Regions from separate parts of the Mus musculus genome. Here regions 1, 2, 3 and 4 are each linked to region 5. The links are chromatin contacts, called in public promoter capture Hi-C maps. All regions are on one chromosome and are shown on one strand. Each heading gives the region's core, a stretch centred on a gene start, on an enhancer-like site or on the middle of the called end of the contact. The rest is flanking DNA. Distances are from core to core; before and after follow the strand shown. Region 1 holds the start of Terf2 (telomeric repeat binding factor 2). Region 2 holds the start of Cyb5b (cytochrome b5 type B). Region 3 holds the start of Pdf (peptide deformylase (mitochondrial)). Region 4 holds the start of Nqo1 (NAD(P)H dehydrogenase, quinone 1). Region 5 holds the start of Phlpp2 (PH domain and leucine rich repeat protein phosphatase 2).

Region 1 (4,665 bases), core at 1,269-3,768, 2.8 Mb after region 5:
GGTAGAGGAGGGACTCTAGGGAGGAACAACTGACATTCGGGCCATTAGAGGGCCCACATGGGATCCTGATACTGAGGCTTCCTAAATTTGTACATATATTGTCTTAGAGTTTTATTGACGTGACCAAGGCAACTCTTGTGTTGTTGTTGCTTGTTTGTTTGGTTGGTTTGTTTTGTTTTTCTGAGGCAGGGTTTCTCTGTGTAGGCCTGGCTGTCCTGGAACTCATTCTGTAGACCAGGCTAGCCTCGAACTCAGAGATCCACCCGCCTCTGACTCTCAAGTGCTGGGATCAAAGGCATGCACCACCACTGCCCAGCCCAAGGCAACTTTTTTTTTGTAAAGATTTATTTATTTTACTTATATGAATGCACTGTAGCTGTCTTTAGACATACCAGAAGATGCTGCCAGATCCCATTACAAGATGGTTGTGAGCCACCATGTGGTTGCTGAGAATTGAACTCGGGACCTCTGGAGGAGCAATCAGTGCTCTTAACCTCTGAGCCATCTCTCCAGCCCGCAAGGCAACTCTTATAAAAGAAGACATTTAATTTGGGTCTGATTTACAGTTTAAGAGGTATAGTCCATTCCCATCATGGTGGGAAGTGTGGCAGCATCCAGACAGACATAGTGCTGGAGAAAGAGCTGAGAATTCTACATCTTGATCTGCAAGAAGGAAACTGGATGTGTTTCATATTGGGCGTAACTTGAGCATTTAAGATCTCAAAACCCTGCCTTCACAATGCCACACTTCCTTGAAATCCCACCAATCCCCATTCTGGAACTGTCCACTCTGGGAAGCTCCACCTCCCACCCCCCAAGAAACCCTATATAAAGTCTTCCTTCAGTTCACTGCTGCTTTTTACCCAAGCAGAGGCAGCCACCCTTTTGGGGTCTTCCCTCCCAAACACATCTCTTGTGTGAGATTTGTTGTACAGTGTGATTTTGTGGAGTTCTTTGTCCCCTGATTGACAGGATACCTCCCAGAACAGAGGTGTAACACCTTCCACTGTGGCAACCTCCCCCTTGCTGAAGCACAGATGTAATACTTTTTAGAGAGAAACCTTCCCTTGCCAGGCCTCGCCCCTGAGGAGCTCCAACCACCAGTTCCATCCACAGAACACTCTAACCACTCTAATGGCTGGACCCAGCCAGCCCTCACCCTACAGAGTAAAAAAACTCAAGCTCTGGACTTGAAAACTTGCCCTGCTCCACTCTCACCCCAAGAAACCCCACATAAACCCTGCCTTCTACTCAGTATCCAGCTGCCTCTCGCCTGAGCCTGAGTCTTCCTTCCTTCCCAGTAAATTTCTTGTGTGTGAGGTTTGTCGTATAGTGTGACTTTGTGATATTCCTTGGTTCTTGACTGCCAAGATACTTTCCCCTCAGAGCTATAACTTTTACACTGGGTGTAAAGACATGGACCACTGCACCAAACTTAAAAATCAGATTTTTTTTTTTTTTTGTAAACAAAAATAGATTGTCCAAGCATGCTCTGGATGAGTTCATGAAAAGCAATTGGAATCCAGGAGCAACAAGATAGATGGTTCAGTGGATAAAGATGCTTGCCAGAGACTAAGCCAGATGACCTGATTTCAGTCCCTAGGATCCACATAATGAAAGGCAAAAACCAACTTCTAAAAGTTATCCTTGGATCTCTGTGTATACACACACACACACACACACACACACACACACACACACAATTTGTTGAACCCTGAGCTACAGGAACCAGAAATAGTAACTCAGTTCATTTTAATACAATCCTCACGATGTCCACTTGACAGAAAGGGGCACAGGTACACAAACGGAGAAGTAACTTGTTCAAGGTTTACACAATAAGAAGCAGACCTGTCAGGATATCAAGGCAGATAGTTTAGCTCCTGTTAAGTAAGGCAAACAGGCTGGAATCACCAAGCAGCTTGGATTACCATAGCTAGGATTGCTTTAGAGAGTGGCTCCAAAGCCATGTTGTGGATGGGCTCTGACATGAGTTCAAAACTAGCCTGGGTAACTTTGCAGGGCCTGTCTTAGAATACATTTTTACTAGGTGGCTGGGGACAGTGCACGGTTGATAAAGTGCTTGCTCTAGAATGGCGAGGACCTCCGTTGATTCCCAGAACAAACCTATGTTTTAAAAAGAAAAAAAGTAAAAAAAAAAAAAAAAAAAAAAAAGGCTGGCCATGTTGGCACTATCTCAGCACTGCAACACAGAGGCAGAGTTCTATGTCTTGAGTTCCAAGCCAACCAGGGATACACAGTGAGACTCTGTGTCAAAACAAAACAAAGTAATTTCTTTCTACTGTACTGCTTTTCACAATTTGCGAAATGTCTAACATTATGCACGCGCTTATTTTTCATATTCTTTACACTGTCCCAAGTCTGCAGCGTAGTCTTCAAAATAGCGCGCCTGGCTGGGCTGTGTGGACTCCAATCCCCAGCAAGCATTGCAGCAGACACAAGAGGAACTACGGATGCCGAGGAGGTGGGTAGACCCCCCGCCGCCTCGGTCCTTTCCCTCCCAGAAGCCCGCGGGCGGCTCGGAACCCCGTCGGTATCATGGCTGCGGGAGCCGGGACAGCGGGCCCTGCTTCCGGCCCGGGCGTTGTGCGTGACCCGATGGCGTCACAGCCAAGGAAACGGCCCAGTCGGGAGGGCGGGGAGGGCGGGGAGGGCGAGCGGCGGTCGAACACGATGGCGGGAGGAGGCGGGAGCAGCGATAGCAGCGGGCGGGCGGCGAGCCGACGGGCATCGCGCAGCGGCGGGCGGGCTCGACGGGGGCGACACGAGCCAGGGTTGGGAGGCGCGGCCGAGCGGGGCGCGGGGGAAGCTCGCCTGGAGGAGGCGGTCAACCGCTGGGTGCTCAAGTTCTATTTCCACGAGGCGCTGCGGGCCTTTCGGAGTAGCCGGTACCGGGACTTCAGGCAGATCCGGGACATCATGCAGGGTGAGAGCCGGCTCGGGCCGCGGGGAGGAGGACATGGTTTTGGGGGGCATGACTTGGGGTCCGGGGCTCGCGGAGCCAACCATGTCTTCTTTCCCAGCGTTGCTTGTCAGGCCCTTGGGGAAGGAGCATACGGTGTCCCGGTTGCTGCGGGTTATGCAGTGTCTGTCGCGCATTGAAGAAGGAGAAAATTTAGGTACGGCTATTTTTTGTGTGTTCTTTTCTGGGCTTACTTACGTAGGGTTTTGTTATTTTCAAACTTAACATCCGGAACTGAAAGATTCCGGGTTAAAGTGCACTACTGGTTCCACCGCGGAGGGCTTTTTCATTCAACAGTGGTTGAATTCTCTAATTCCGGTTTTCTCCAGTTAAAGTTTCTTGGCTGTCTTTTGTTTTGTTTTCTCCCACCTGTTAATTGCACACCCATTTTTATTGCTACAAGTAAGTTACGTCAATAAGGACACATCTTTCTCCCTCTTCCTCCAAATAGTAAAGTGGGAACACTCTCCCATCCACACACAAGTTGAACTTGGCAGCTACTTAACAAACTCTCTTCATTGTTGGCCCCTTGTATCTGAGGAAGTTGTGTTATTCTGGATTTTGGAGGCAAACATATATGTTATAATTGAGCTGTATTAAAAAGTATTGAAAGATAGTCACTTAAAATACGTTGAAGCCAGCCGGGCAGTGGTAGTGCACACCTTTAATCCCAGCATTTGGGAGGCAGAGGCAGGTGGATTTCTGAGTTCGAGGCCAGCCTGGGCTACAGATCCAGTTTCAGGACAGCCAAGGCTACACAGAGAAACCCTGTCTTGAAAAACAAAAAAGAAATATGTTGATTGGAATTTGAACCATATATCAAGGACATAAACAAATAAATGCAAACTTTACTGGGTCTGTATGGCCCTTTTATATTATTAGTTTTTTTTTTTTTTAATGACAGAGTCTTAAAAGAGTCTACATAGCCATAGCTGTTGAACTCACTGTGTAGACCAGGTTGGCCTCTGCCCTCTGCCTCCTGAGTGAGGAGATTAAATGCCTGGTTTGCATGGTTCTTTGTACAAATGAGTCTTGTGGTGTTTGCATGCTTTATAAATAGCTATGTAAACTTTTTGGACATGTTTGCTCCTCCTTAGCAAAGAGCTTAAAGTGGAAACTGTGTTTTGTCCTAGACTGTTCCTTTGATATGGAGGCTGAGCTCACACCCTTGGAATCAGCTATCAATGTGCTGGAGATGATTAAAACAGAGTTCACACTGACAGACTCTATGGTTGAATCCAGCAGAAAACTGGTCAAGGAGGCTGTAAGACACATTTTTACTATTTTATTTTATTTTATTGTCTAGCAGAAGTCAGGGATCTTTGCAGACTCCTTGTGGAATCTTTTCTGCGTGGGTAGAGGGAAGAGCAGGTGGAGGGAGAGACAGACAGAGTAAGTAGTAAGCCCTCTAGCTGTGGAGAGGATAGCTCTGTGGTTTGGGTTGTTTTTGTGGCCTTGGGAAGTGGTTGACGTTGAAGACGGTTTTGGAAGTTTGTACCTTTGAGGAGCACTGAGGCCCCCCAAGTATCTGTGGTCCTAGGTTTGGTTGCCATTGTCTGTAATAAGCCAAAAGGAATGGTTAGGGCCTTGGGAAATGTGGGACTGAGTTTTTTGACTGCTGAAAGGAAGACTTAAGGAATCATTCCTGCACTAGACTAGAGTCAACCAGAGAAGAGACAGAGCAC
Region 2 (4,625 bases), core at 1,144-3,643, 2.7 Mb after region 5:
TTAAGACTAGTATTTTGAAGTAATAAGATATGGGCAAAAGAAATCAAGGAATCTTCTAAGCTAGGCTCCATCACTCATCAGACAATTATATATGATCAGAATGTCACAGAAACTGTTTCTGGTATCCATATTAATATAATAGTTACGTCTATCTATGTTGCTCTCAACCAGTTATTTAAAAATGAAGCTGGGCCACCTTTAATCTCAGCACTCAAGCGGCAGAGGCAGGCAGATCTCTGTGAGTTCGAGGCCAGTCTGGTCTACATCGTGAGTTCCAGGACAGCCAGGGCTGTGTAGAAAGGCCCTGTGTCAAACAAACAAACAAACAAACAACAACAAAATGTTGGCCCAAGATTGACATTACACAGCCATAATTCTAGTGCTTGGGAGGTAGAGGAAGAAGAACCAGGAATTCTAGGTTATATAAGATCCTATCTCAAAATAACAATTGATACAGCAAACAGCTAGGCTGGGGGCATAAGGGGTTTGGTTCAGTGTTTGCCCTGTACTCATCTAAGGCCCTGGGTTCAAGCCAAAAAAACATTGTTTTAAAAGGAGGAAAAAGCCGGGCGTGGTGGCACACGCCTTTAATCCCAGCACTCGGGAGGCAGAGGCAGGCGGATTTCTGAGTTCGAGGCCAGCCTGGTCTACAGAGTGAGTTCCAGGACAGCCAGGGCTACACAGAGAAACCCTGTCTCGATAAACCAAAAAAAAAAAAAAAAAAAAAGAGAGAGAGAGAGAGAGAGAGAGAGAGAGAGAGAGAGAGAGAGAGAGAAAACAAGAACTGGAGAAATGGCTCAGTGGTTAAGAACACTGACTGTTCTTCCAAAGGTTCTGAGTTCAAATCCCAGCAACCACATGGTAGCTCACATCAGATGCTCTCTTCTGGTGCGTCTGAAAACAGCTACAGTGTACTTACACATAATAAATAAATGCATAAATCTTTAAAAAAAAAAAAAGAATCTTTAGGCTGGGCAGTGGTGGCGCCTTTAATCCCAGCACTTGGGAGGCAGAGGCAGGCAAATTTCTGAGTTTGAGGCCAGCCTGGTCTACAGAGTGAGTTCCAGGACAGCCAGGGCTACACAGAGAAACCCTGTCTTGGAAAAAAAAAAAAAAAAAGATTGACAGTCAGCAAAGGAACAAGAGAGTAACATCTTAGTGGGGTGAAATGTTCTTTTTCCTTACTGTAGTGACTACATGGTCAAATACACTTGTCAAACCCCAGCTAGAGGTGTAATATAGTTGACAGTGTTTGCCTAATAAGCATGAGCGATCTGATCCCTAGAAAGGCATATACAGGAAGATTAGAAGTTCAAGGTCTACAGAGACTATGTAATAAGCTGAAAAACGCCCTGTCACAAAGAGGAAAATTATCTGTGGCCCAACAGTCTCAAAGAGATCTTGAGTAATAAGATTTGATTTGAAGCACTAACAAAAGGGTTGAAAGCCAGGTGTTGGTGGCCCACACATTTAACCCCAGCGTTCAGAAGGCAGAGGCAGAAGGATCCCTGAGTTCGAAGCCAGCCTGCTCTACATAAAAGTTCCACGGACACACACACACACACACACACACCCCACACACTCTACTGCCTAACCAGGAACAGGGGTGGGAGGAATCTCAGCTCACTGGATAAGAGCACATGTGCACATGTTCTGTTTTCTCGGAAGATCCAGTACCCAACACCCACATCAGGAGGCTCACAACCTCCTCTTATCCAGCTCCTGGGGTTCTGACCTCTGGCACCAAACGCAGATGCAGATGCCCCCACCCCCACCCCCACCCCCCCCACATACAAAATTTAATTGTTTTTACTTTTTAAAAAAACTGCCTTCTCCTCTAGAAAATAAAAGCCCCCCAAAGCACTGCTTTCTAAGGCATACTTCCTGGAAAGGAGCAGTTCTGAACTGGGCTCGATTAGGTCGTTAAGTGTGTGCCCTTGAGAGCTCCCGGCCTCCGTGAGCCTCAGTTTCTCTTTATGGGAAACGGGTTGATGGCCTGGCGTGTGATCTAGCATCCTGCAAGTGCTCCATGCATTGAGAAACGCACGTTGTCAGTCGAGGCTGAGACTGCAGCCCCTCCGAGGGTCACGGTTCCTTCCGGGCGCCGGACAGCCACGCGTGGCCTCTCCCCACCCCCACCCCGGCAGCGCGCGGAGGCCTCCCGCCTCCCCGGCCCGCACCTCGCTGAGGAAGCGGGTGATATCGTAGACTCGCCCGTGGATCACCATCCACGTCTCTTCCGCCGAGTTTCGCTTCGCCACCTCCTCCAGCCGGTAGTAGGTGACGGAGGGCTCGGAGCCCTCGACCTTCTCGCCACTGCCGCTGGCCTCCGGGGTCGCCATGGGATCCGAAGCCCTCTCCGCCGCTATCTGGGCTTCCACCGCTAACTTCCTTGACTTGCCGGCCCGCGCTGGGTCCTCCTCGGCTTCCGTAACCGGGTAAACCTGGTCCGACGTCCGACTGGCCAATCGGCGTCGACCAGCCCCTCCAACCTTGCCAATCAGATATCGTGATTTTGGACCAGCGCCTAAACGTGGCCGGGTGACAAGTGTCACCACAGGAGAGCATTCTCTCTGCTCGGCCCATGGGCAGGCCCGGCCCTAAAAGAAAAGAGCCGGTTTCCAGCGTCTCTTTTCCCTTCCTGCCACCCTGGGTCCCCGAATGAACGGACCCGCATTTTCCCTTGATCTTCCCATCCAGAATTGCAGCCCCCGGGGTTACAAGCTTTGCTGTCCCCCAGACTGGTTCCCTTTAGGCTCCAAAAGGCTCAACAATTAAAATGGGTGTGGTGACCTCTACCTTCCTTGCCCAGAGGTTTGGGATGTGTGTTAAAGAGAGTGTGCTAAGAGAGGCGTGAGCCCAGCAATCCACTGTGTAAATCACAAGTGGCGTTGGACTCCATGGCTCTTAGGTACAAGGCCTTAGGACAGCAGTTGGGGCAAGGGTAGATGTCCTAAGTTTCTTCCACTACTGACAAAACAATCTCTAACTGAATTCTTCAGTGATCAGGGCTCATCTACACTGTTTTAGTTTCTAAATGGCCTAAAATAGGATTTACTTCAAATGACCCTTGCTAAAAGTCTAGGTAATTTGGAATTCTAAGTTAATGTGCAAGGTTGCGAGCCTTTCTCTTTAATTGCGGTGAAAACTAAGAGGCTGATCATCCTAAAATGTTTCACGGTGTTACTTCACAACCTAGCACTCATGACTCTGTAAACTATTTGCAACCTCTTTCACTAATATTTTATTGTTTGTTTGTTTGTTTAGAAATGTATCAGTATGTAAGCCTGGTTGTCCTGGAACTCAGAGGCCTCTGCCTCCCATGTGCTGGCTTAAAAGGACACCACCATGTCTACTTTCCATAACCTAAGTTCCTAATTACACAAACTATGTACTGTAGTTTGCTCTGATGGCTCTCATAAATACTGACCAAAACCAGCTGGAGAAGTAGAAGGTTTATTATGCTTGCAGGTTATAAGCCATTGTCTTAGTCAGGGTTTCTATTCTATGCACAAACATCATGACCATGAAGCAAGTTGGGGAGGAAAGGGTTTATTCAGCTTACACTTCCACATTGCTGTTCATCACCAAGGAAGTCAGGACTGGAACTCAAGCAGGTTAGGAAGCAGGAGCTGATGCAGAGGCCATGGAGGGATGTTCTTTATAGGCTTGCTTCCCCTGGCTTGCTCAGCCTGCACTTTTATAGAACCACAACTACCAGCCCAGGGATGGCACCACCCACAATGGGCCCTCTCCACTTGATCACTAATTGAGAAAATGCCTTACAGCCGGATCTCATGGAGGCATTTCCCCAACTGAAGCTCCTTTCTCTGTGATAACTCCAGCCTGCATCAAATTGACACACAAAACCAGCCAGCACAGGGGAAAGGCACCACAGTAGAGACTCAGAGCACTTGCTGAGCAAAAGTGACGACTTAACCATTCCCTCCCTCGGCAGTAAAAGCCCGGCAGGCCTTCCTATGCCTGTAATTCTAGTTCTGGGGTGGTGGTGGAGGAAGGCAGCTCCTGAGAGCTTGCTGGCCATCTGGTAGAGCTGAAAACAGCAAGCCCCAAGTTCAGGGAGAGACTTTCTTTCAGGGAACCTGAAGAGGAATGACAGATGAAGACACGTGACCACTCCTCCAGCTTCCTTGTGCATGTAGGAGTGAGCACACAGATTTGTAAACTGCATATCCCTACAAAACAGTGAAAATGAAACACAGAGCAAAGAGCTTGCTTCTTGTATCGCCATTCTCCCACAGACCCTATTATAAAATTTGTGAGGCAGTAAGATTTCCAAAAAAAAAATCCAGAAAGTTATACGTGGTTGAATTTAGGGCTTATGGAAAATCTGCATCAGCTCCACCTTTAAAAAGTACATTTACGGCCCCTAATGGAGGAGCTAGAGAAAGTACCCAAGGAGCTAAAGGGAACTGCAACCCTATAGGTGGAACAACAATATGAACTAACCAGTACCCGGGAGCTCTTGTCTTTAGCTGCATATGTATCAAAAGATGGCCTAGTCGGCCATCACTGCAAAGAGAGGCCCATTGGACTTGCAAACTTTATATGCCCCAGTACATGGGAATGCCAGGGCCAAAAAGGGGGAGTGGGTGGGTAGGGGA
Region 3 (4,412 bases), core at 1,631-4,130, 2.8 Mb after region 5:
TTCTCTCAGCTTCTAACTGAATTGCTCTGCTTGTCCCCATACTAACTTTGGCAATGTGTTCTAATCTGGCTCCTCGTTCTCTGGCTTGTTCTGTCTTCACCTGTGTCTAACTTGTTCTCGCTTTGAAACCTGTCTGTCTCTAAAACTGCCCTCTTTCACTCTCCCCCCCCCCCCCCCGCCCCCTTCTCCTCTTGGAGCTGCTGCTCTCTCTTAAGTAGCCTTTCTTTGTTCTCGTGAGAGTTGGGCATATCCTGTTCTGTCAAATCTTTCTCTGATTTGTCACTTTGTCTGCCTCTAATCAATTAGACATCACTTCCAAACATGGGTGCTTCCTTCTATAAACTAACTTGACCTTCATTGTTTGCGATTAAAGGTGCGGACTGAGGGCATGTTTGTATTCCAGCCAGAGTAGCCATGTTGCTGGGTTAAAATCCCTTGCATACACACACACACACACACACACACACACACATATATACACACACACATATATGTATGTATGTATACACATACACATACATACACATATATCAATTACTGTCTATGAGCTAGGAATACAGGTGCAGTGTCTGGGTTCTGTGCTCAGGGTCTCACAAGCTGTATTCAAGGTGTCACCTGTTCCCTTAGAGGCTCATTCCAGTTGTCAGGTGCCATTCTGTGCCATTGGAAAATTGCAGAACTGAGGCCCTCAGCTCCTAGAGGCCATCTGCCACAGGCAGCTCACAACATGGCTTTTCTTCCTCAAGGCCAGCAGGAGAGCATCTCTCCTGAATTATTTCATCACACCCCATCTACCAGAACACAAAGCATTGAGTCATAAATCCACCAGTCAAATCACACAATTGTGTCTACTGACCACAGTGCTGAATTTCAACAAGATAGCAATGAAATGCATTGTTTGAAATGAATTTTCTTTTTCCTTTTTCTTTTACCTTTTTTTTGTTTTTCAAGACAGGATTTGTGTGTCTTGGTTGTATCCCCAGTTGTCCTGGAACTTGGACTATAGACCAGGCTGGCCTGGAGCTCACAAAGCTCTGCCTGTCTCTGCCCCTAAGCACTGGGCTTAAAGGAGCCCCTGCCACCCCTGTTGTGAATGAACTTTCTCTATGCTGCAAGTTTGTGCTTGTCCACATAGTCAGCAGCGTAGACTGCCTCTGTGGTTGATTTTGACATTGTCCTGTAGGTAACCAAAACAATTCTGGCATTCCATCGAGCCGAAGAGGCTGTGTTCAGCAGTGGGGAGCATGAGATCTTTGTCCAGTTCTGCACTGCCTTCCTGGAAGACCTTGTTCCTTATTTGAACCGCTGTCTTCAAGTCCTTTTCCCACCAGCTCAGATAGCCCAGACTTTAGGTAAGAAAAAGGAAAGTTGTGTTTTTTTTTTTGTTTTTTTTTTGAGACAGGGTTTCTCTGTGTAGCCCTGGCTGTCCTGGAACTCACTTTGTAGACCAGGCTGGCCTTGAACTCAGAAATCTGCCTGCCTCTGCCTCCCAAGAGCTAGGATAAAAGGAAAGATTTTTTAAAAAATTTGTTTGTTTGTTTGGTTGGTTTTTTGATATGGGATTTCTCTTCAGGGGTTCCTCTGTGAAACTCTGGCTGTCCTGGAACTCTGTAAATCTCCTGAGTGCTGGGATTAAAGGTGTTCTTCACCACAGCCTGGCTTTTATCATTGTTGTTTTCGTTTTGTCTTTTTAAAGATTTTATGTGAGTGCTCTATCTGAATGCACACCTGCGTGTATGTCAGAAGAGGGCGTCAGATCCCATTACAGATGGTTGTGAGCCACGTTGTTGGGGATTGAACTCAGGACCTCTGGAAGAGTACTTAACCACTGAGCCATGTCTGTAGCCCTTGTTTTTGGTTTGACACTAGACAGGATCTCAGTATATAGCACTGGCTACCCTGGAACTAACTTGGTATACCCAACTGGCCTTGAACTCAGAGATCCTCCTGCCTCTGCCTCCCAAATAGCTGGGATCTGTGCCTGGACTCCAGTATTTACTGAGTGTCTCCTGGCTCAGGCTCCATCCACCCTTACAATGGGGCTCCAATATAACTAACTGTCCTTTTGTATTACAGAGATGCCCTTAGCCTGGCACAACTTTAATACCAGCATTTGGGAGGCAGAGGCAGGACGATCTCTGTGAGATAAGAGACCAGCCTGGTCTATAGAGTTCCAGCATAGCCAGGTCTCAAAAAAACAAAAAACCCAAAAAGATGTTCTTGTTGTATTGAAATATGTAATTGTGTTAAATCTTTTCTCTGAGTGTCCCCTCCCCTGCCCCACACCATCCCTGAGATCTCTGCATTGAATTTAATAACTTTTTTTTTCTTTTTCATTTCTTTTTCCCTACCATCTGGGTCAGGCATTTCACCCACCCAGCTCTCTAAGCACGGAAACCTTGGACACGTGAACATCAGCGCCATCCAGGAACCTCTCGCCTTTATTTTGCCTAAGAGAGAAACAGTTTTCTGTTTAGATGAGCAGGAGCTGGGGCCGGACCTCGTGGCCCCAGCTCCAGAGCTCCCTGCGGAGCAGCGGAGCATGGAGCCTGTAACAGAGAAGAGGGAACCAGGGGAGCCGCTGCCTCAGGAGCCCATGGAGGGGGAGCCGCTGCCAGCCGAGCCACCGAGTGAGGGAGGAGCCATAGGCAGTGTCCCCTGCCCGCAGCCTGGGGAGCAGCCCTGAGGGTACGCGCTTCTGCAGCGGGAAGGTGTGTGCAGTTGCTTTGCCCAGGATAGCGCGGGCCCTGTGGTATTTGCAGCTTTAATAAAACCGACAACTGTCGCCACTCGCCTGCTGTTCCCGACGATGGGCGTCCGGAAGTTACACGGGAACTACGCTTCCCGGCGTCTTTGGCGCTAGCGGAAGGAAGGGCCGCGGCGTCTCCCCGCGCCATGTTGCTGCTGGGCAGGCTGCCGCGGCCGGCGTGGGTTCCGGGGAGCCGGGCGCAGAGGTGCAGCTCCTTGGCCGCCTTGGAGGGCCCGGCGCGCACGCGCTCCTACTGGCGGTACCTCAGGCGCCTTGTATGTGGCGCGCCGCAGCCGCCATACGCGCACGTGTGCCAGGTCGGGGACCCGGTGCTGCGCGTCGTGGCGGCCCCGGTGGAACCCGAGCAGCTAGCGGGGCCGGAGCTGCAGCGGCTGGTGGGGCGGATGGTGCAGGTAATGCGACGGCGTGGCTGTGTGGGCCTTAGTGCGCCGCAGCTCGGGGTGCCGCTGCAAGTGTTGGCGCTCGAGTTCCCGGACAAGCTCCTCCGAGCCTTCTCACCGCGCCTGCGCGAACTGCGTCAGATGGAACCCTTCCCACTTCGGGTGCTGGTGAACCCCAGTCTGAGAGTGTTGGACAGCCGCTTGGTCACCTTCCCCGAGGGCTGCGAGAGTGTCGCCGGCTTTCTGGCGTGTGTGCCTCGCTTCCAAGCCGTGCAGATCTCAGGTGCAGGGGACGTGGGCAGCGGGGTGGTCTTGCTCTCTCTGGCTAGAGACAGTGCAGACACAGCGGCACTCGGGAGCCAACTGAACTCCTGAAGAGCAGGTCAGGCCCGCCTAGATGGGTTGCAGGGTGATTCCTTAGATATGGAGCCTGTCTTTCCCCTTTCTCATGAGTAGGTATATAGATTCCCATGTAAGTGTGTCTGTATTGCACACACGATTTTCCCAGTTTATCGTGGTGGGGCTTGTGTAAGAAAGTGGGACCCAGATTTACCCAGACTAGGGCAACAAACCATTCCATGCTTCACATTCACATTGTTTTATGTAATATGGTTATTTGCTACAGTGCCAAGCTGAAATACCTTTCTTTTGGGGGGGGGGGGTCGAGACAGGGTTTCTCTGTATAGCCCTGGCTGTCCTGGAACTCACTTTGTAGACCTCGAACTCAGAAATCCGCCTGCCTCTACCTCCTGAGTGCTGGGATTAAAAGGTGTGTGCCACCATGCCTGGCATGAAATACCTTTGATAAACAGCCCTTGAAAAGAGTTTTGATTTCTTATCCTTGCCCTGTAGTAGTGCTGGGAATCACGCTGAGTAAAAAGTCGGCACTGGACAAAATTGGGGTACCCTTTCTAGGAGGGATAAGAGCTGTTATCCACATTCACTCTTGGATGCTGCCTCTGTAGATAGGATATAAATAGGCATGGCCAGGGCAGGAAACAAAGTAGGGACAGGAGGTTGGGCATGAGTTCAGCAAAGCCTCACCTCATCGAGCCTGTAACTTCCTTTGCAGGACTGGACCCAAAAGGAGAGCCAGTGGTGTGGTCGGCAAGTGGTTGGACAGCTCGAATCATCCAGCATGAGATGGATCACTTGCAGGGCTGCTTGTTCATCGACAAAATGGACAGTGGGACATTTACCAATCTCCACTGGATGGAGGTGAATGACTAACACTCTCCTTGAATTGAGGATCTGGAAATCCA
Region 4 (4,634 bases), core at 1,405-3,904, 2.5 Mb after region 5:
ACAGAAGATATCTGAACTGGTCTTTCTATGAATAGCAAACATTAATACCTAACTTATTACATGTTTCCTCATCTGTGCTATACAGTAGAGAACGTGTAGTCAATCTCCCTTATTTTCCGAGTGCTATTCCTCCAGGGGTATGCCCTGTATGACTCGCTATCTTACATTTTCAGTAATCTCTAAGCATATTGTAAAAGAAGGCCTTGAATCTGTCCCCTTTTCTCCTGGCCAGTCAGAGTTTGTCGGTTGTCTCTGTTTACCCTGCACTAATCAGACTGTTTGAGTTTATTCAGGGGTAGACACCCCAAGAAGATTCCTGGAGTAATGGCTTCATCTAGTTACGTGTTTATCTGAGCTTAATGATCTCCAGGCCATGAGGGAGACATCCAAACAGTGGCCAGATAAAGCTCATTTTAGGCTTTTCCTAAAAAGACTCAGACATACTTTTCCTTGGAAAAAGACTTAAAAATGACTCATAATGCAGAAAGCTCCCAAAACAAAACACACAGAGACCAAAACCTAAAAGCGAGAGACAGACAGAAGGACAGCGATTGCCGCATTCGTTCGGCTCAGCTTGGCTGGAACTGTGTCAAACAGGCGAGCTGACTCTGTGACTCTTCTGTTTCCAGTGACTATGGCAGTGTCACTTCTGCCAATCCAAGAGCTGAGAGTGTCATCAGATAGCATCTTGGACCATAAACCCCACCCCCCCATCTCGATGTACCCACCTCTCCAGTGTACCCACCTCTCCAGGGTTCCCACCAACGTACTTTAAAGTCGCCTTAACTTATTACTTTGTTCTGTAAATTGTAAAAATCTTGTGAGGCTGCACCCACATTGGAACATAAAATTTGGGGTACCCTATATTGGTGTTCCCAGGCCGTGGCCACTCAAAATGGCTCCGGAATAAACTGTGGTTTTTATGTTGGTATTTCTTTACAGCTGAGAGATGACCCTCAGGCACAAACTGTAAGGAAACACCAGAAAACCCAATGTTGAACATTGTAGTGTGGTGTGTTTGGTATTTGTCTGATGCTGAGACAGAAGCAGCCTGTGGAAACTACTTTAGCACGTTGTTTGAGAGGAGAGTCTGACATCGCAGACGAAGCTGCCTGGTCACACAGCATCCAGTGAGAAAGCAGATAGCCTTTCCTGATGAAGCTATATCCCCAGCTCCTATTTTTGATTTTTGAAATGAGGTCTCACGTATCTTCAACTGTAGTAGTTAAGCAAGGCCAAGCCTTCAAGGGTCAAGGGTCCCTGTGTTAAGAAACCTTCAGGGTATCCTTTTATTTCCAGATAAAGCTTTGTGGTGCAAACTGGGCATGTGCAGGAATGTACCCTCCCCAAAGTACCTCCCCCATAGGAACAAGAATCTGCCTCCCTAATAAGTTCTCACCTTTTCTTTGTTTGGGAAGTGCGTTGCTTTAAAAATTGTCCTTGGTCTCTTTGCCTGCTGCAGCTGATATTTCTTTCTTCCCTCTTATAGCCCATTGTGTTACTTCGGCTTTGCCCTAACCGGAATGAGACTCCACTGAGATCCATCACAAGGGCTGTCACTAGCCTGTCACCACAGGAGACTGCACGTGTGTCTTTCCCTCACTGTCAGAATTTATCAGATAACAGGAAAGTTGAGCTCTTTTAATGATGGCAATCTGTTATAATGTCTACCCTACTTTGGGAGCTTGACCAAGGCACACACATACATGTAGGGTCTTTATTCCAACCCTTTTTCTTTCTTTCTCTGTTTTTGAGACAGGGTCTCACCTATGTAGCCCTGGCTGTTGTTCTAGCACTAGCTATGTGGACCAGTCTGGCCTTAAACTCAGAGATCTGCCTGCTTCTGGCACCCAAGTGATGGGATTAAAAGCATGTACTAGTCGTGGTGGCGCACTCCTTTAATCCCAGCACTTGGGAGGCAGAGGCAGGTGGATTTCTGAGTTCGAGGCCAGCCTGGTCTACAGAGTGAGTTCCAGGACAGCCAGGGCTACACAGAGAAACACTTCCCTGTGGCTGCTGTCTCCTGCCAGCTTTGCTCTGGCTTCCTAGAGAGTCGCACAGATGAGTTCCCCGTTACCTGGTCACCGGGGGCAAAGTTGAGGAGACCCAAGTGTGTATACCCAGGGAGCAGTTTTTGCAGTTTCTAAGAGCAGAACGCAGCACGAATTCATTTCACACGAGGACAAGTCTCTCTGAACTTTCAGTCTAGAGTCACAGTGAGTCGGCAAAATTTGAGCCCATCCGTTTTGCTGCCCCACCCTTCCCCTAGCGTGCAAAGGTGACTTCCCACGGCTGAGTGAGGACTAATCTACACAGGCTGATTATGTAGGCAGGTCCCACGAAGCTCGAAAAATTCTGTTGGAAATTTCCATTTTGTACCCAGGAGGTCTTGGGACAGGGAGCAGATGAATTTATTCAATATGTCCCCATATCCTCAAATTCTCTCTCACTCCCTTGCTCCCGGGGAACCCTTTTGACTTCCATATACAGGAGTCCTAGTCCAGCCCCAAACTGCTTCTCCCTGCCAAAAACTTGGTATCTTCCCAAGATGCCTCTGGGTTCTGGAGTCCAGCCCCGCCCTCGCTGGCTGCTCTGCACAGTGGGCTGGGCGGGCATAAGCAGGATATAAAGCCTTCGCTCAGCCCATACCCCAAGGCTCAGCTCTTACTAGCCTAGCCTGTAGCCAGCCCTAAGGATCTCTCCGAAGAGCTTTAGGGTCGTCTTGGCAACCAGCTGCTCAGCCAATCAGCGTTCGGTATTACGATCCTCCCTCAACATCTGGAGCCATGGCGGGTGAGTGTGGCGCCAACTCCAGTCTGATTTACTCTGAGGAGGATGTAGGGGCTGGCTGTGAGTTTTGTTCCTTGCCTCAAAGAGGAAAAGTGAGGTGGTTAGGAACCTGGATGAGCCTCGGTTAGTCTCTGGAAGGAGAACTTCTTCTCAGAACCAGCGATGCAGATTATTCTGCAGCCCAAGTTCACCCGTGGGCAACTCTAGCATTGCCCCTTCTACACCGTTCCTTAACAGAGCTGCCACTCCCTGTACCGCGTTTGGACTATTTAGAAAAAGGGTAACATGTGTCCTAGGTTGGCCTTAAAGCTGCTGTATAGTGAAGGATAGCCTTGAACTTGGGGTCTTATTGCCTCCACTGCCTAAGTGCCAGGATTCTAAGTGCATATCACCACGCCTGATTTCTACGGCTCTGGGAATTGAATTGAAACCAGGACTTCCTGCATACTAGACAAACTCTCTACCACCTGAGCTCTGTGCACATCCCCAACCTAGGCCAGATAGTATTTAACCATTTGGAAATACGTTGCTAACATTTAGAAATGCAAGCAGGCAATTTACAGGGACCACTGCTGGGCTTGGTGGCACCCTGGAGGCAAAGGCAGGCAAATTTCTTTTAAGTTCCAAGGTAGCCTGGTCTATAGATCCAGTTTCGGGACAGTCAGAGCTACATAATGAAGAGAGACTGTCTCAAACAAACTAACAAACCAAACCGCAGATTTTTAAAAGGGGTATCACCACTTTGTGAAACAAAACGGGAAGATGTGGAGATGGGTACAGGGAGCGTAGCTGAGAAGGAGTGTAACAGAATCGGAGCCTAATTCCAGTCTACCTGGCTCTGGAAAGTTTCTACTGTGACCCTGGAGCAGGAAATCCGATTTGTTAATTGGTCCATTTTTGTGACAGTCTCCTCACTTTGCCATCAGCCCAGGGGAAGGCAGGGGAGAGTCCTTGGCAGTTACCACCACATTATTGTCTAGTGTTTGACTGGCATCTACTGCGTTCTTGGCCAAGTAGCCTCCAGGGCTAAGTACTTCCCAACAGGGCCTGGCTCTGAGTTCTGGGCAGCAATTAGGTTTAGGTGTTTCCTCTGTTGGGGCGGGACTTAACTTTTTGGAGTTCCTTTCCCTTTAAAACTATTTCAGACTCTGCAAATGCACTCAGGATCTCGCCTTGCTAAAAGCACAGAGGGAGGGAAGGATGCTTCTGCCGTTGTACAGGGTCATCCCAGTGTTCTCTAAGCTCTGCGATGAGTTGCTGGGAGAGCCAGCGAGGGAGGGTTTTCAACAGCTGGTAAGGCTGTGTCTGCTTCGGTCTCCATTTATGCATGAGGGATAAATGTTCCAAGCCCCCTCCACTGCAGCCGCAGACAGCACAGAGCACAAGCATTATCATATTTATCTTACACTCCCACACTTGTGTTCGGTTCAGTTCAGTGTTTGTTTATTCATCCATCCGTTCATCCACTCATTCATTATGGCCAGACTAGCTTCAAACTCGATTTGGTCTAGGCTGACCTTGAACACCTGAACCTCCTGCCTCTGCGCCCCAGTGCAGGTGTGTGTCCAGGCCAGGCTAAATTTAATTTACAAATTAGAGTAGAAGATTGACAAAATAAAAAGTAAAACAGAAAAATGACGCCCATAGGCTGTAATACTGGCAACCTAGTCTGCTCTCTGTTGCTGCGAGGAAACGCCGACCAAAAGCAAGCGGAGAAGGAAAGGGTGGGTTTCAGCTGACAGTTCCGGGTCCTAGTTCGTCACCAAGGGAAATGGAGGCAGGAGCCTGGAGGTGGGAACTGAAGCAGGAGAACTCTGCTTACTGACTTGCTCTCTGTGACCTTT
Region 5 (4,203 bases), core at 522-3,021:
ATTCTGACCAAGAATCAAGACTGACCGACCCATCACTGGAATCTTTCTAATGATCCCAAAATGAGAGCTTCAGGAACCCTCCATTCATGCAATTGGCCATTTCAACATGACCCAAAAAGGTTACAAGAAAAGTTTTTTTTTTTTTAAATTGACCATCCTCTGCATACCAAAAGCCATTTGATATCTCTCAAAACTATTTCCTCATAAGTTAGTCCTGCAGATCTCTTGCCTGTACTGAATCCACTCACAATTTACAGTTCGTTATTTGCTATCATTTTAAATATCTGGAAGACTTTGAGTAATTACACTTCGATTTATGCTTGAGTAAATTCCAGTGTAGGTAACAGTGTAGGTAACAGTTATGAAGTTAGTCTAAAGTAAACTATGCATTAACACTGGGAGGTGCCAGAAAATAAAATTTCAGTCTACTGAGTATTGGTTTTATGAATTCACTAAGTACAACAAATAAATTTTTCTGCTGCTTCCATCTTTGTGCTACTTTACTAATAATCTTAATAAAAGGAAATATTACTCAACAACAATCTCATTTAATTACTTAAGGTTTGCTTTTAACATTAAGTATCTTCGATGTTTGGCAGACTGGTTTCGAAACACATTAAATCTTAATTTTCTTCCCCTTCTTTGGCAAGTTTTAAATCCTGCCAATTGCTCTTCTAGAACTCTAGAGGAATTCCATTCCACTATTCCAGTTCGTTTATATACTGAACCTACAGAAAAAAATGTCTCTGCACTATTTCAGAGGTTAGTAGAGAACTCCACCCAGTTAGCCACCTTTTAGCCATCTCTGCTGACCTCACCTCAGCTCACCTTCTGCATTCTTCCTGCATAGAAACTTCTTGTCATCACTCACCTTCAAGGCTCCACTCCCCTTTCCCCTGCATCTGTTTTCCTATCCTCCTACTCCCCTGATTCTACCAAAAAGCCCCGCTTAGCTGCCTGTTGCATAACGGCTCCCCCACTGCCTTCTCCCCGGATTGTCAGCCAAGCAGGAGTGCCCCTTCGGGCTCTGCTCTCCCACCCCCGCCCCCCAAACCCTGCAACACGCCCAGCAGGTCCACAGGCAGCAGATCCTCCGGGACTGTCCCCCGAGCGGGAAGCGCGGGGTGTTGCGTCTTGGAGCCGAGAGCCGGTTCGGAACTCCCGCAGCCAGTCCCGAGGGCAGCGTGGCCGCTCCCGCCGGCGCAGCCCGCGCACACCGCGGCGCCTGGCCAATCGCCGCCGCCATCCTCCAGCTGGGGTGATGTCTTCAGGTGTCCGCCGAGTCCTGCGTACTCGCCGCCTGACTCCCGCCAGGCGCGGCCGGCCCTCGGAGCCCCCCGGAATCCGTCCCGGGGCCCCGGGCTAGGCCCAGCGAGGAGACTGAGGTCCCGGGGATGCGGGGAGGAAGGAAGGTGGGGGCAGCGGCTGCCCGAAGGCGTGGGCCTGCCGGGCGGCGGTCAGGGATGGACAGCGCCGGGGACCAGGGCGGCGGAGGCCAGGGCGGGGGCGCGGCCCGGAGGCCCCACAGCAGGCCCGCGGCGGCCCGGCCAAGTGCAAGCGGCCCAGGGACGCAGGGCGGGGGGCGCCCGCCGCCTCGGGCAGCTTAGCGAAGGCGGCCACAGCCCTCTTGCTTCCTCCCTCTCCCTGCCGTCTCACCTTTAGGACCCGAATCCCTCCGGGCCGGCGAGGCGCCGCCGCTTCAGGTGGCTCCGGGGGCTCCAGCGGGCCCGCGGGCACGGGCTCCACCTCCCCCATTGGCGGCCAAGGATTTACAGAGACGCCCGGCCCGGCGCGACAGCGCGAGCCTCGGAGGCGCGCGCGAGCAGCGGGAGGCCTCGCCCCTCCGCCTAGACCCCGCCCCTAACCAAGACGCTCCGCCCCCTTCGGTCCCTCCCCGACCCGCTGGACCTGCGTAGTCGTCAGCCTGGCGAGGCCGGAGTAGAATTGTGGGAGGCTGGCGCCACTGCAGGCGGAGTAAGCCTCTGCTGCGCTCCACCCTGAGCTCCTAGGACCAGGGCGCAGGGAGAGCAATTTGGTACTTTCTGGATCCTCCAAGAAGCGGCCAGAGGAAGTGACAGGTAAGGCCTGCACCTGTTAAAATAGACAAGATACAACCCTCCACCATGGGCGGCGCTGGAATTCTCCATCCAAGACGCTTCCTGCTCCCAAATGTGTCTTGTCCCCTGGCACCCACTGGGGGTGAAAGAACTGTTGCTTATACTCACCTCTTAGGGATAGCTGGCGACCTTCTTCATCAAACCACCTCAAGTACACTAAGCTTTCCAGGCACAGTTCAGTGTCCTTTTCCTGTAATCAAAGTATCAGATTTCCTTTCTCGTCCTCAACCACTCAACCAGTAACATGGTGTGTAAGCCCGCTTTCTATTTTGCAAGTCTTAATTCACCTATTTTAAAAGCTGACTCTTTTTGTTCCTGGAGTGAAAGATAGTTTTGTGGTTAGTGGGCCAAATTATAAGTCTGCCTAATTCCAATTCCAAATCTCAATTGTACTCTTTTTTTTTTTTTTTTCTTTTGGTTTTTCGAGACAGGGTTTCTCTATGTAGCCTTGGCTGTCCGGGAACTCACTTTGTAGACCAGGCTGGCCTCGAATTCAGAAATCCGCCTGCCTCTGCCTCCCAAGTGCTGGGATTAAAGGCGTGGGTCACCACACCCCGTTAATTATACTCATTATTAGATCTATACATTCTATACATGTACAAATTACTTGATCTAATTCTTTCGGATTTTTTTTTTTTTTGAGACAGAAAATTACACATAGCCCAGGCAGACCCGAACTCACTATATAGCCAAAGCTGGCCCTGAACTTTTAGAGTCTCCTGTCTCCACCTCCCCAGTGCAGATGTGCACCACTATGCCCAGCTTCAGGTGGGTCTTCCGTGTTGTTATGGGTATTAAGTCTATGCAACACAACACGTGTATGACTGATGATAGAGGCCAGAAGACAGTGTCGGATCCTCTGGACCTGGAGTTATAGATGGTTGTAAATTGACAGGTGAACTCTGGGAGTTGACCCTGGGTTCTCTGGAAGAGCAGCCAGTGCTCTGAACCACTAAGCCATCTCTCTAGACCCTTGCGTTGGTTCTTAAGGAGTGAATGAACTAGATTAACATCTGCCTGGCCATTATCAAGGTGGATTGGACAGAACAAAGAGCCTAACTCATATTAAAGATTCATAGTAGCCACTGTAATTCTGAAATTCTAGGTTTCCCAAAAGGTGATTAGCATTAAACTGCTCCTACATTTTGTAAGAAGCCTTCTAGATCTCTTCATTTTTAGGGCTTCCTCTCTTATGTATGTGTTGAATATTCAGCCAACTTGTAAGGGATTAAAAAGCAAAACAACTTCTAAGATAACCGGGCAAAGGGTCACTTATTACCCATTGCTTCAGTTTGGCCTGTGCAACTACTTGTCTGGAGTATTTTAACTGTAGGCTTAAAAGCAACAGCATTCGAGATAGACCTGGCCCGCCCTGTCTTAAGATGTTTTGTTCAATTTGGAGCTAATTGACATGTCAAGATAAAACTTTGCGGGCTGGCTAGATGGCTCAGCAGTTAAGAGCACTGACTGCTCTTCCGAAGATCCTGAGTTCAAATCCCAGCAACCACATGGTGGCTCACAACCACCCATAATGAGATCTGACATCCTTTTCTGGTGTGTCTGAAGTCAACTACAGTGTACTGACATATATCAATATATAAATCTAAAAAAAGAAAAAGAAAGATAAAACTTTGCTTCAAAGATTCTGCCTCATACAAATCATTTCTTCTATAAAAGGCGTTTTTTTTGCCTTCCTCTACCACAGTCCCAATCTTCCTTTCTTTGTTTTCTTTTACTACAGTAAGCATGGTTTCTCTCTGTGAAGTTTAATAAAAGGTGAAAGAAAAGCTACATCCCAGGGTTTTCTTTCTACTTTGAAATTATTTCAGATACCTACCTGATTTAGTTGGATTTCTAACCCTGGTTGATTTCACAGCAAACACACTGGTTTTTTGTTTTGGTTTTTTGTTTTGAATGGACCAGGCACCAACATGAAGACAGAAGTAGATAGCCAAGGGCAGGGAAATAGTTGGAGATGGTTTCCAAAAGCCACTTTCTTGAGGTACTACAGATTACCTTTTACAGATCGCATGTGACTTAATCACTTTGGTGTCCCAAGTCCAGCAATGAGTTCATTCTAGGGAAC

The links. Promoter capture Hi-C pulls out the DNA fragments that hold promoters and counts their contacts.
Region 1: a contact with region 5 is called in a promoter capture Hi-C map of cranial neural crest. The contact joins the promoter of Terf2 here to the promoter of Phlpp2 in region 5. A contact is called at or near these places in 3 of 39 promoter capture datasets (cranial neural crest, hippocampal neurons and pre-B cells).
Region 2: a contact with region 5 is called in a promoter capture Hi-C map of stem cell-derived epiblast-like cells, with 2.5 times the contacts expected there. The contact joins the promoter of Cyb5b here to the promoter of Phlpp2 in region 5. A contact is called at or near these places in 6 of 39 promoter capture datasets (the C10 cell line, cranial neural crest, hippocampal neurons and 3 more).
Region 3: a promoter capture Hi-C map of hippocampal neurons shows a contact between it and region 5, with 4 times the contacts expected there. The contact joins the promoter of Pdf here to the promoter of Phlpp2 in region 5. A contact is called at or near these places in 3 of 39 promoter capture datasets (cranial neural crest, hippocampal neurons and pre-B cells) and 1 of 115 datasets of contacts at active chromatin or transcription factors (embryonic forebrain).
Region 4: a contact with region 5 is called in a promoter capture Hi-C map of liver, with 4 times the contacts expected there. The contact joins the promoter of Nqo1 here to the promoter of Phlpp2 in region 5. A contact is called at or near these places in 3 of 39 promoter capture datasets (embryonic stem cells, hippocampal neurons and liver).

Annotation. Positions count from the first base shown.
Region 1 is chr8:107,094,401-107,099,065 of GRCm38.p6, reverse strand. Terf2 (telomeric repeat binding factor 2) reads left to right here and starts at 2,518. Exons shown (of 10, transcript NM_001371065.1): 1 at 2,518-2,944; 2 at 3,042-3,137; 3 at 4,114-4,244. The coding sequence starts at 2,557. Mir7075 (microRNA 7075) reads left to right here and starts at 2,960; the gene lies at 2,960-3,041.
Region 2 is chr8:107,148,429-107,153,053 of GRCm38.p6, reverse strand. It overlaps Cyb5b (cytochrome b5 type B), which reads right to left and starts at 2,393. Exons shown (of 5, transcript NM_025558.5): 1 at 2,181-2,393. The coding sequence starts at 2,342.
Region 3 is chr8:107,047,082-107,051,493 of GRCm38.p6, reverse strand. It overlaps Pdf (peptide deformylase (mitochondrial)), which reads left to right and starts at 2,880. Exons shown (of 2, transcript NM_026513.2): 1 at 2,880-3,433; 2 at 4,223-4,412. The coding sequence starts at 2,896. The coding sequence ends at 4,380. It overlaps Cog8 (component of oligomeric golgi complex 8), which reads left to right. Exons shown (of 5, transcript NM_139229.4): 4 at 1,184-1,352; 5 at 2,364-2,785. The coding sequence ends at 2,686.
Region 4 is chr8:107,401,225-107,405,858 of GRCm38.p6, reverse strand. It overlaps Nqo1 (NAD(P)H dehydrogenase, quinone 1), which reads left to right and starts at 2,654. Exons shown (of 6, transcript NM_008706.5): 1 at 2,654-2,793. The coding sequence starts at 2,787.
Region 5 is chr8:109,866,171-109,870,373 of GRCm38.p6, reverse strand. It overlaps Phlpp2 (PH domain and leucine rich repeat protein phosphatase 2), which reads right to left and starts at 1,771. Exons shown (of 19, transcript NM_001122594.2): 1 at 1,657-1,771. The coding sequence starts at 1,755. Gm17344 (a long non-coding RNA gene) reads left to right here and starts at 1,844. Exons shown (of 4, transcript XR_003947453.1): 1 at 1,844-2,078.